2 separate regions of the Mus musculus genome follow, and region 2 is linked to region 1. The links are chromatin contacts, called in public Hi-C maps. All regions are on one chromosome and are shown on one strand. Each heading gives the region's core, a stretch centred on a gene start, on an enhancer-like site or on the middle of the called end of the contact. The rest is flanking DNA. Distances are from core to core; before and after follow the strand shown. Region 1 has its middle 70 kb from the start of Gm31752. Region 2 has its middle 73 kb from the start of 4921504A21Rik.

Region 1 (5,545 bases), core at 1,486-3,985:
TCATGACTAGTTTTAATTACTGAGACTAAGATTCTGGAATACACAGCAAGACTGTGTCAACATATAACATGACAGGGCCAACAGTATGTTTCTTTGAAACAAGAGCTCTAATATTATGTGATGGTATGGAAAACCACTCTGTGGCTTTCTTTCTAAAAATCCATACAACCAGTTTACTCATGTGAAAACAATCCAAGCTTGGAAATTCTGTGGTATATTTTGTTTCTAAGTTAGAATATTGAACATTTTTTTAATCTAGTAATTTAGCTTGCAAATGCTACTTTTGAGGGTCAAAGGTCTTATGCAGCCCAATATGATTTGTGTGGTTGACACTGGTGTTGAATTCCTGAACTACTGACCTTTCTGTCTCCACCTACCTGAATGAAGACATTATGGTCATGCACCACAAAACCTAGAGGTAATTTTCTCTTGCAAGATATCAGGGAGTTTTCTGTTTATGTATTAAATGAATTTTCAGGAAGTGGATATTGTATACAGGATCTTCTATTGTGTTGTATGATAAAGATACATTTAAGTCATCTTCTGAGGCTATGGAACCACAGGAAATAGTTTGGAAAAGCTTCTGAGATTCCATGTAAAGCTCCATTTTGTGTTATTTCTAAGAAACTCAGGAATTGGCTTTAAAAAAATGGTCAAGAGAATAATTGGCCATTCTTAGTTTTGAGAAATTGGTTTATTTTTGTTCTAGATGATTTGAAACAAGGTCTTGCTGGGTAGATGAGTCTAGCCTCAGGCTTGTCTTGAACTCTTAACCTTCTTCTCTTGATCTTTCCATTTTTTGTATCACAGTGGTATGCTACACGCACAGGTAGTAAACCAGTTTTGAAAAGCAAGGTTGATGACACTGAACCCACCTGTCATACTGAAGACCACACTTTTAAAGACTGCCTTTTAAAAAGGCAGAGGTTTGGGGGAGTCAGGGAGATAGGGAGTTTTTGGAGCAGAAACCGGGAAAAGGGATAACATTTGAAATGTAAATAAGTATCTAATTTAAAAAAAGAAATGTTATCAAAACACATCGATGAGGGGAAACTTGGACTGCAACATTTAATGTTGACACATACAGTTAAATAATAAAAATGTAAACAACCCAAAAAAAAAAAAAAAAAAAGCAGAGGTTTGAGGAGGAAAAAAATGAGGATAGAAAAAGAGAATGAGAAATTAAGATGATTTTTTTCTTTTTTTCCACCAGTAATTTAGAGATTTATTTACATTAAAACCCAGTTTCAAGGATGAAATGAGTGGACAGCACAGTAAAGTAATGTAGAGACAAAAATTCTTGATAGAGAAAAAATAGACATGCTAAGAATCCAGTGAGGTTGGATTTCCCTTTAGAAATTTGAATTTTATAATTTTGGAGGCAATTCAAACAGGTTGTGAAAAGACTACTACCAAACTCTGAATATTTTCTGGGTAAGATTAAAAGCCAATAAATATTTTCTTTTTCTGCCAGACAGTAACATCTTTGGTCATTCCATTTAAAAGTACATCTCAGTTTAGTGAAAGTGCCAGAGGTATCCAGAATAGAGAGTGAATTGCCAGGTAAGAAATGATGCCATTATACTGACCAAGGTTTGAAAGACTCTCAACTACTAAATGGAATAAGAATATTAATCCAGCAACATGGCTGTTCTGATCACATCCAAAGACCTTCTTGGTCTGTGTGATTTGACTGGGATACAGGTATATTTTTAGTACACACCTTTAACCCTTTTGGCTGAAATCCTATAGTACACTGTTTTAATCCCAAACAATAACATCTAATTGAGGAAAAGATGAAGTGATGAATGAAAAAATATTTGACAGAGATATTATATGCCCAATTCCCATGAGAACAGCACTGGAAAGAGAAGCTATTTAAGAGCAATGCAGGGAGAGAGTCAGTGAGGTGGGAGTCAGTGTAGCAAGTACATGGCAATGGAATTGGGTTCTTCTGTGAATTCAAGCAGTTCAATGCAGGTACTCAAAAGCAGTTAAAACCAGAGAACTATGAGTCAGAATATTAGAACAAAGTACCAGAGGCAGTTTTTGCCAAGCAAAGCAATTCAATTTAGACAGAAGCCAGTTTGAATCAGGCAGCACTGAGAGGAGTTTGAGCCAAAACAACTGATTTGAATCAGCCAGCCAAAGTTCAGAAAGAGCTAGAAAAGGTGAGCTTATTCAGTAGTAAGTCTCTAAGATGACAGTTACATCAGGCAAATAGAAGTTACTTCTACAATTAAAGTTGTCTCAGAGATGGAAGATCAAAGCATTAAAAAATATATGGAGGTGGACTATACTGATTTGACCAATGGTTGATTGAAAGAGTAAGAAGAAGGGAAAAAATCAAAGATGCCTCTATATGTCTAACATAGGCTACTGAATAAATCCATGGTGATGTTAGTTAACAAAAATACCAAAATGTTGGAAACCAACCAGCAGCTCACAAGAAACGGGGTTTCACCTGGGAGGCAAACCAGGCCTGAAAAGAGAGGAGAATTAGGTGGGCGAGAAAAATGGAGCCAAGACCAGGTTCCTAACCAAGGCTCAAATGTTTAATGGAGAATGCACTTATAAAGGAGGTGGGGGGAGAGGCCCGTTCCCACCAATTCATTCTTGGAGCTTGGAACCAGCTTCAGGTGATGACATGCAGGATAGGATGTAGTCTCTGGAATAGCTCGGCAGCTTCCCCAAAGGTAGCAGTATCTTGAAGAGGAACAGAGACAGTGGCTGAACAATAGAGTGAACTAGGGAGGAAGGCTCTACCCTAGGTAATCTCCTGAGTGGTAGCAAGATCAAGGTCTAGCTCAGCCTGCTTCAGGCTTGGGAGAGGTTACAATTTCCTCCCTGTTATTAATATTTAAAAAAAAAAAGCTGGACTGAGGCATAAAATTTATTTATGCTCTATAGTTCTGCCTGATTTCTTTGGGCCTAGTGAAGAAACCTGTCTCAGTGGGATTCCCTAACTTTTCTCATGGTAAACCCACCTATTCACTAGGCCATTGTGTTTGGGTTAGACTGATTACTACCTCAAGTAAACTCTCTGCAGACTAGCCCTGAGCCATTCCTGCTTGGTCCTTTGTAATGCTAATTAGTTACTGAATAGGTAACTTCCTTACTGAATTCCTACTGAATTCCAAGTTTGTCAGCTTAAAGGTCTTTCTGGGACTTTGGAACATTGGCGAAGGCTTAGCTATGTCAGAATTCAATCTTAAAAGGCACTTATAATAAGATAATACTAAAAGAGAGCACGTGGATCCATACACCAGACTAACTCGGGGATAGGGTATGAGAATGAGAATGCCAAAGTTCCAGGAAATTCTTTGCCTCATGAGTGCTCTGATGCCTCTCAGCCTACCAAGCAAACTTCATTGGAGTGTGCATAGCATTCTTCCCCTTTCTGTTTATATTTCTGCCAAAGTTCCGGAAAGTCCTGCCATAGCTACAGATCTCAGGAGTGCTCTAAAAATGAGTGGAAACACAACGATTTACTAATAAAATAGTGTCAATAATAATAGCAAATAGGAATATATATTGAACCCAATCCAGGGGATTCAATGCACTTAGGTTATTTTTTAAATCTCTGGCCAATTCATCAATGTTCCAAGTGTCCAAGTGACTTTTGCTAATATCTGAAATTTCTGCCTTTCTAGCCTTAATATATGCTATGTCCTGCCCTATTGTTAAGACTACTACTTCTAAGACATTAACCTTTTCTTCCAATTTTTTACATGACTCTGTGGTGTATTATTAATAAACCACAGCCTCTTGGCATGTACCTCTGTCTAGATTGATATGATTCTGAGATCTGGGTGCCCATCTTAGACTGTCCAGCCCTCATAGCAAACCTTATTTCTGAATCAGGCCAAAATCCACAATATGTACTTAGAATGCTTCCTCAATGGAAATTAATAACTGCCACCTGTGCTGTTGGAGGCAACAATAGGAATGCTTCTTTGGGGAAGTCCAGGTACTCCATTCAATTGCAAATTAGCAATGATCAAGCTGAGATTTAGAGTTCCCAGTGTGGGGGAGGTGGCATTGAGAATCACAGAAAGGCTGTAACTTTCTGGGAGTGGAGTCTGTGCTCCAAATTAACTTTGCTAGGTAATTAAGATTTTATCTATCTTTCCTAAGAATCTCTAATACTGGAATTATTACTAGACCAGTCCAAGATTGAGTGGTCACAATGAGGGAAGGAGAAAAATCACTATAACTCTTTCTTGTGACTAATCTTTCTAAATCAGATTACACGGTCTCTAGTGTTCTATGTCCCATAGGTTAAAAAAGCTTGAAGCAAGGCAAGGCACCTTAGCTTGTCCAAACTGGGAAAATGGCAAACAAAGATGGGACAAAAACATATACCCAATTCAGCTTTCTTCTCACTACAGTCAGGGCACTCAGTGAACTCACCTGTCAGCTTGTCACACAAATTAGCCATTTTGCTTCTGCAGCATTCTATGAAGAAAACTTATGCTTTTCCCTTTCCTAATAAGGTAGTTGTTCAGGATCAAGCCATATGCCAATAAGTAGATCCTTTTCATCTCACCTAGACATGATTATGTCCTGTTTTTAAGATACTATAAGGCATTTATTAAGTTCTTTGCCATCCAAATTTCAAAATTCTTAAAATAAAAATATGATTAAAATAATGTGCTTGATTATTCAACATTTTAAAATACCATTTACAGCACACAATTTAATTATCTCTGTTGAAGCAGGGGGAAGCTCAAAAGAATAAACGTGTGATCCAATTCACATATACTTTTCTCCCATAAAAGCGGTGTTTTTAGACACAGTAAATGGGATGCATGCAGGCATGAATTTGTAGAAGATACAGAAGCATGCATAAGAACAATTTTTTTAACTTATCTTTGGGATAGTGATTGTCAATTTTATTTAAAATGATGGTATGCAATAGATTGAATATTAATATTCTGTAATAACCAATGTAATTGCTGTTTTGAACAAGGAACAGAAACTTTGTCAGGTTCTTAAGACACAATTTTTGTTGTAGGTTTTCTAAAATATACGAATATATCTTACAACTCTTCATTAGCACCACTGCAGCCTTAATAGGATGTTAAAACTGTGCTTTGAGGTGAACGCCACCTTGGACTCACCCTCCTCCCGCCTTCCTCTCAGGCGGAAGAGGCTGAAGTGGCCCAATCTGTTGTAGGTCAGAAAGCCCGAATGAGGGCAGCAGAGCACCCTGAGTTCTAGCGGGGGGTGGGGGGGTGTGGGGGGGTGGATACGGCTAATCCTGGTGGGGACAGATGGAGGCTCATGGGGGCAATGGCAAGTGTGGTGCTCTCCTGAGTTCACTACAAAGGCGCCTGCTTTCTGGAGGCCTCCCATGCCACCACCACTCAGGGAAGGCTGTGTACCCCGTGGCCCTGCCCCACAGCACCCAACAATCAGCTGGCTCCACGTGGGCCAACGGTGGGCAGGGAGGAGAAGATAAATGACTTTATCATAATGTTTTCTCTTTACAAAGAATTGCTGTGGGCACAGCTAATATTTAATTACCATTGATTATAATTGA
Region 2 (5,545 bases), core at 791-3,290, 590 kb before region 1:
GTGTGTGTGTGTGTTAAAAATAATAATCAAAGACAAAGAAGCAATCAATTTGAGAACAGGACCAAGGCCAGGGAGGAAGGCCTGTGAGGAGGAGGAGAGAACCTGAAATGGGTTGGAAGGGAGGGTGATGAAATAATAATTAAAGTACACTAATAAATAATAATAGAGATTAATCCCAATACTAATATTAGTAAGATTTTTTCAATAAATTCTTAACTATTCTTGACAGATAATCATCCTGATTGTAAATAAATTATTTTTTACTTTATTCTCATTACTTTTTAAGTTATTGGTATTTATTTGTGTTTTTTAATTTTAAGTTCTTTATACCAACATTTTAATAATTTCTTTCTCTCTGATTCATAGTGCTCATCTGCTCTGGTCATAAACAAACAACATGTCAGGTTCTGGGTATAAGATATTGTTTCCATAGATTCATCTCTAAGTGTTTTATCCATAGATTTATGTCATATTGCCTTCAGTATATTAAAATAAACATATCCCATGGCTATCCTATTGAGAGATTTTGTTATCTAAATGTTAAATTTTATTAAATGTTGTTCTTATATTTCTGGAGATAATTATTATAGATTTATGTATATTGATTTTTTTTTTTTTTTAGAATTCCATGTACAACCTCATTTTGTTCTCAATAATACCATGTCTCTGGGTTAAATATGTTTGGGAATATTTTATTGAAGATTCTTTTATCTGAGTTCATTAGAAATATTGGCTTATGATTGTCAATTTCTTCCAGTGTCCAGTCTAATCACTTTGGGATCTGACTATTGTTAGCTTGTAAAATGAGTTTGGAAATATTTATGTCATCTGTAATTTGCTGAAAGTCAAGGAAGGCTTCTTGTCAGTTTCTAAATGGTTGACAAAATTCAGCAGAGAGACATAAGACACTGTGCTTTAATTTGATGGGAGACCTTATTGCCCATTAGCTTTCCTCACATGTTAATTGGTTGGTTAGACTTTGTTGCTATCTTGGGATGACACTATCTTCATATGTAGAGTAATGTTGGTTTCGAACTTGTAGGGTTTCTTCTTTCATGGCCAGAGTACTGTGATTACAATTCCCATATTCAGCTGCTGTTTGTAATTTATAAATTATTTTGTAATGTTAGTCTCAGAAGGTTATAAGTTTGTAAAAATTTGTTCTTTTTCCCAAATTACTCATTTTGTTGTCTTATCCTTTTTCATATCATTTACTTGTGTTATTTCAATTTTGGTGTAATATCTATTTTATTTATGATTTTATTTATATGACTTTTCCTTTTTACTTGGTCATCTAAATGTTGCTTGATTTCATCTCTCTATTTTTTTTCTGAGTGAGAACTATTTTATTGTCACATTTGTCTTAATTCATCTTAATAAATGATATTCATATTTAAAATATTATTCAAGTAAATAATATGAATTTTCTTTTCTTTTTTTTTCTCTCATTTTCTTTTTTCTTGGATATTTTCTTTATTTAGATTTCAGATTTTATCCCCTTTCCTGGTTTCCTGGAAACCCTGTATCTCATCCCCCATCCCTCCTCCACCTGCTTCTATGAGGGTGTTACAACAACTAGAATGCTAATCTTGTAAGCCATATTAAATCCAAATCTTCCTGTGGCAAATCCTGACAGATTTGCCATCTAATCCAGAAGACACTAGTAGCTACATCTTGTCCTGTCAATATCCAGTCCAAAAATCCCCCCTCTTCCTTCCTCTCTTCCTCTGTTCAACCTGGAAATTCCACCTACTTGCCAGGTGATTGGTTCCTTTATTCATTAGGGGATGGTTACACAAGGATTCGCCTGGGTACATGACTCATTCCAGACAACCCCTCCTAAAGGCAGAATTAACATCAAAATACAACAGCTTCAAGGCTATCCACATATGGTTTACAAGATTAGCATTCTAGTTGTTGTGCCCAGAGATTGAGTTAATGTGATGTTTTTCTTCACACAAAGGCTTGATTGGGTTCCAGAGACAAAGGTACAGCAGCAAAGCAAGGGTTTGCCTGATATGCAGCACAAAGGCTGTGGGGGGGTTGCAGCTTGGGGCTGGCTGGGTAGCAACCTGCCAGAGGTAATTTAGCTAGTTGGGTGGAGACATCTCCAGAGCTCTGGGCCAGAGATTCTGCCTAGTTGAGAACACCAGGCTGGAGCTATGTGGCCTGCTGGTACCCAGTTTAGAACCCAAACTTGAAGATCTATTTTAATATTTCACTCAACAAGTTGCCTTTGTCATGGTGTCTCATCACAGACATAGAACAGTGACTAAGACAGAAATTAGTACCAGGGGGCAGAGTAATACTGTTACAAATTCTAGTAAGTATTTGAAACATAGTGGTACGAGAGTGGCATAAAATCTAACTCAGACCAAGAGGTCTCAGAGGAGAAGAATGACCTAGAGACTATTCATGTGATAATTTGGCAAACAATGTGTCTGCCTTTTTACCTTGCATTAAAAATGTGCATGAGACTAAATTGAAGAGTTTTGGATTAATGACATTGACAGAGGAGATCTCAAGCCAGCTCAGTCTTGACTGTATTGTGTGGTTGTTAGTAATCACTCCTATGCTTCCCTATAATGACAGAAAGAATCAAGGCAACAAAAAGAAATGCAAAATGTGCAGTTGGAGGAGGAAAGGAGCACCAGGAAATATGATGCTAGAACCGGGAACTAAGTTTTGTACACAGGGAAATAAAAGTTTAAAGAAAAGACTTATGCTAAATGGAATAAAAGAGTGGTGACCTCAGGGCAAGACCCTCATTCAGCTAAGCTTCCAACTTATGAAAAGAAATCAAAGGAAAGCTTAAGTAGTAAAGGAAACCATGAACAGCAGAAAGCTGAGGGAGATGTAACTGAAGGAGGAGGCCCCAAGTTTCAGCTTTGGCCATGTGGTTCTGGCATTTGAGTCAAGGATGCATGAAAGGGGTTTTGGACCCACTCTTTATGGATAAGGAAAGCCATTTATCCATAGAGGGGCCAAGTATGTGAAAAAGGATGTTCCTGCATAAGAGATCATGCATAGAACGGCACAGAGAGGCCACTTCTGCATCTAGATTATGAAGCCCTTAAGATGTAGAAGATTCCAGAGTTGTAGGATATCAGCAGATAATTACAAACTCGTTGTGAAAACAGCCCAAGAGAGAGAATAGTAATGTTGTGGTCAACAAAGCTGAAAGGAGTTGGAGATCTGAAGAGTAGTTTGACATCAGACATGGAGATGTAGAATTTAGAGTTTGCACTGCTGAATTTCACTGTTTTCTTGATCCAGTATTTCCTCACAATCCTCCCTTTGATACTTCTTGGAAATGTAAATGTATATTTTCTGCCAGTGCATATTGGAAATAGATAATCTGCCTTTGGATATTGATTTTACAGAAGATTACAAGTAATCAATGAGTCTCAGAAGAGACTAATTTTTGGACATTTAATCAGTATTGAGGCTATGATAGACAATGGATGGCAGAACACAGTCCAAGAATAGTCCTGTGAGAAATCCGAATGCTTGTGAGAAAATTCCAAGAAGACAAGACAAAGATTTGTGACCTCAGATTCTTCAAAACATGAAAATGTTCTTGGAATGTGTTTTGTGCTCCTCCCAGGTATAGTGCATAGGAATGAGTTTACTTTAGATTATTCATTACCACCTGACTATTATTAGTTTATATGCCTCTATGGAGAAAGTAGTTTTTGCCACCAGTGCTTTCTCCTTGTAATTACATACTTTAATCAGGTGACTCTTCTTAACTCTCACTATAAACGGTCTGATGCTCTGAATAAAGTTGGCTGTTGCATGAGACTAATCTGCATCACTTTTAGGCCCAACACTCCCTGATTCACATAGCCAGCTACAGCAGTAAACATATGGGGACCTTTTAAGTTAAAATGAATGTATTTTTGCATTATATGGTTACAGGCTTAGTGGAGCCAGGAAATGAGTTGTGGTTTGATTATAAAAACAAAAAAACCCATATGTTCATTAGTCACCAGGAAGTGGCAGGTAAGAATTAGAAGGAGTAGGAGGAGTGCCTTTGTGTAAATAGGTATGGCCTTTGGGGTTCTGAGGTTCCCAATGCCAATGACATGCCCATGCTGTTTCTATATTTGCCAGAGGATCAGGATGTAGCTCTCAGCTACTTCTCTTATGCCATGCCTACCAGCTACCATGGTCTCTGCCTGAAAGAAAATTAAAATTCAAGGTCTGTGACTCATGCGGCTTGCTAGTTAGGAGGGCTTTTGGGGCCTAGAGCAAAGAACAAAGGGTGTAAAGTCATCCCAGGAAACAACTAGCCATAAAGATAGGGAAGACATATAAGAATGCCCGGACTGGACTGGCACCTCCCTATCTCCCACCCTTCTGACCTAAGTTAAATGTTAACCAGATGCTCTGTTGTTACCTCAATCTGCACATACAGTTTGCTGATATTTAAACTGTCCAATTGTGTGAAGCCGCACCAATTCTTCCCCTACCCCCACTCTTCCTATATAAACCCCTAACTTTTGAGCCTCGTGGTTGATACCTCTGTCTCCTGTGTGAGATACATGTTGGCCTGGAGCTCCGTCATTAAACTACCTTGTGTGTTTGCATCAAGACTGTCTCTCGTGATTCTTTGGGTACACACTATCTCATGACTCAGGTAGGGGTATCCCCACGAAGTTCTTTCATTTGGAGGTCCCACCAAGATCTGCGTGACACCCTGGAACTCTGAAGACCCCTTGGAGGTACGTTTGTGTGAGTCTTGTATGTTGTTTGTTGTCTAAGTGTGGCGCTGCTGAGAGTGTTTGAGACCGGTTTTCTGGCAGCCGCGCTGTGGCCTGTGAGGACCCAGTGGCTGTGGAAGGGCCATAGGCTGCAACCCTGGAAGATGTTCCACGGGTGAAAGGGGGTGGATGTGGAATCCACCCCACTGGAGGTCTGGAGGTCGTGTTTGGCTGGCTGTTTAAGTCCAGACCTGGACATGTGTGTTTAGATGTACTAGTGTCTTGTGTCTTTGTTTTGTTTCTGTTTTTTTTTTTTTCTTTCTTTCTGATTTTTGTTATGGGACAGACAGTGTCAACCCCTTGTCTCTGATTGTGGACTTGGACTGACGTTAGGACAGAATTTGTCAGTGATAGTTAAGAAAAACAACTCAGCGCTGCTTTACCTCAGGCAGACCTGCTCCCCCACATGCCCCTGGCCACAACGACCTGGCAGTGCTGGCAGCCAGCACTCTGGAATGTGGCCACAGACCGGACTGGGGACTCCCGGCTTTGGTGGTGGCAGTGGTGGCGCGGGGTTGGGGCTCGGTGCAGAGCAGCGCTGGGCCCCAGGAGCAAGTTGGCAAGCGCAACACTTCACTGGTGCCTGCCCCACCACCGCCAAGCACCTTGTCGCCCGAGGGGATGAAGGGAGAGACCCAAGGGGTCCGCACTGGCACCTGCCAGGCTCCCTGAGAGTGGCCGAGACACCTGCCGCAGCTGGGGGGTGGGGGGGCAACTAGCATCCAGAGTCACAGCTGTGCGCTGACCTCCCCCACACCTCCCCCACACACACACTGGGC

Evidence for each region. A called contact is a pair of places that touch in the nucleus more often than the background predicts.
Region 2: a Hi-C map of embryonic stem cells shows a contact between it and region 1, with 4 times the contacts expected there. The contact joins two enhancer-like sites. A contact is called at or near these places in 1 of 484 Hi-C or Micro-C datasets (embryonic stem cells), 3 of 115 datasets of contacts at active chromatin or transcription factors (all in embryonic stem cells) and 1 of 9 other capture datasets (embryonic stem cells).

The regions. Positions count from the first base shown.
Region 1 is chr5:18,562,886-18,568,430 of GRCm38.p6, reverse strand. No RefSeq gene overlaps it. Among named protein-coding and RNA genes, the nearest start is that of Gm31752, 70 kb to the right of the region's middle. Within about 2 kb of position 2,735, at least 13 of the 459 cell types and tissues checked have an H3K27ac peak or open chromatin away from gene starts, as enhancers often do. A contact at or near this core is called in embryonic stem cells, where this site is marked.
Region 2 is chr5:19,151,081-19,156,625 of GRCm38.p6, reverse strand. No RefSeq gene overlaps it. Among named protein-coding and RNA genes, the nearest start is that of 4921504A21Rik, 73 kb to the left of the region's middle. Within about 2 kb of position 2,040, at least 3 of the 459 cell types and tissues checked have an H3K27ac peak or open chromatin away from gene starts, as enhancers often do. A contact at or near this core is called in embryonic stem cells, where this site is marked.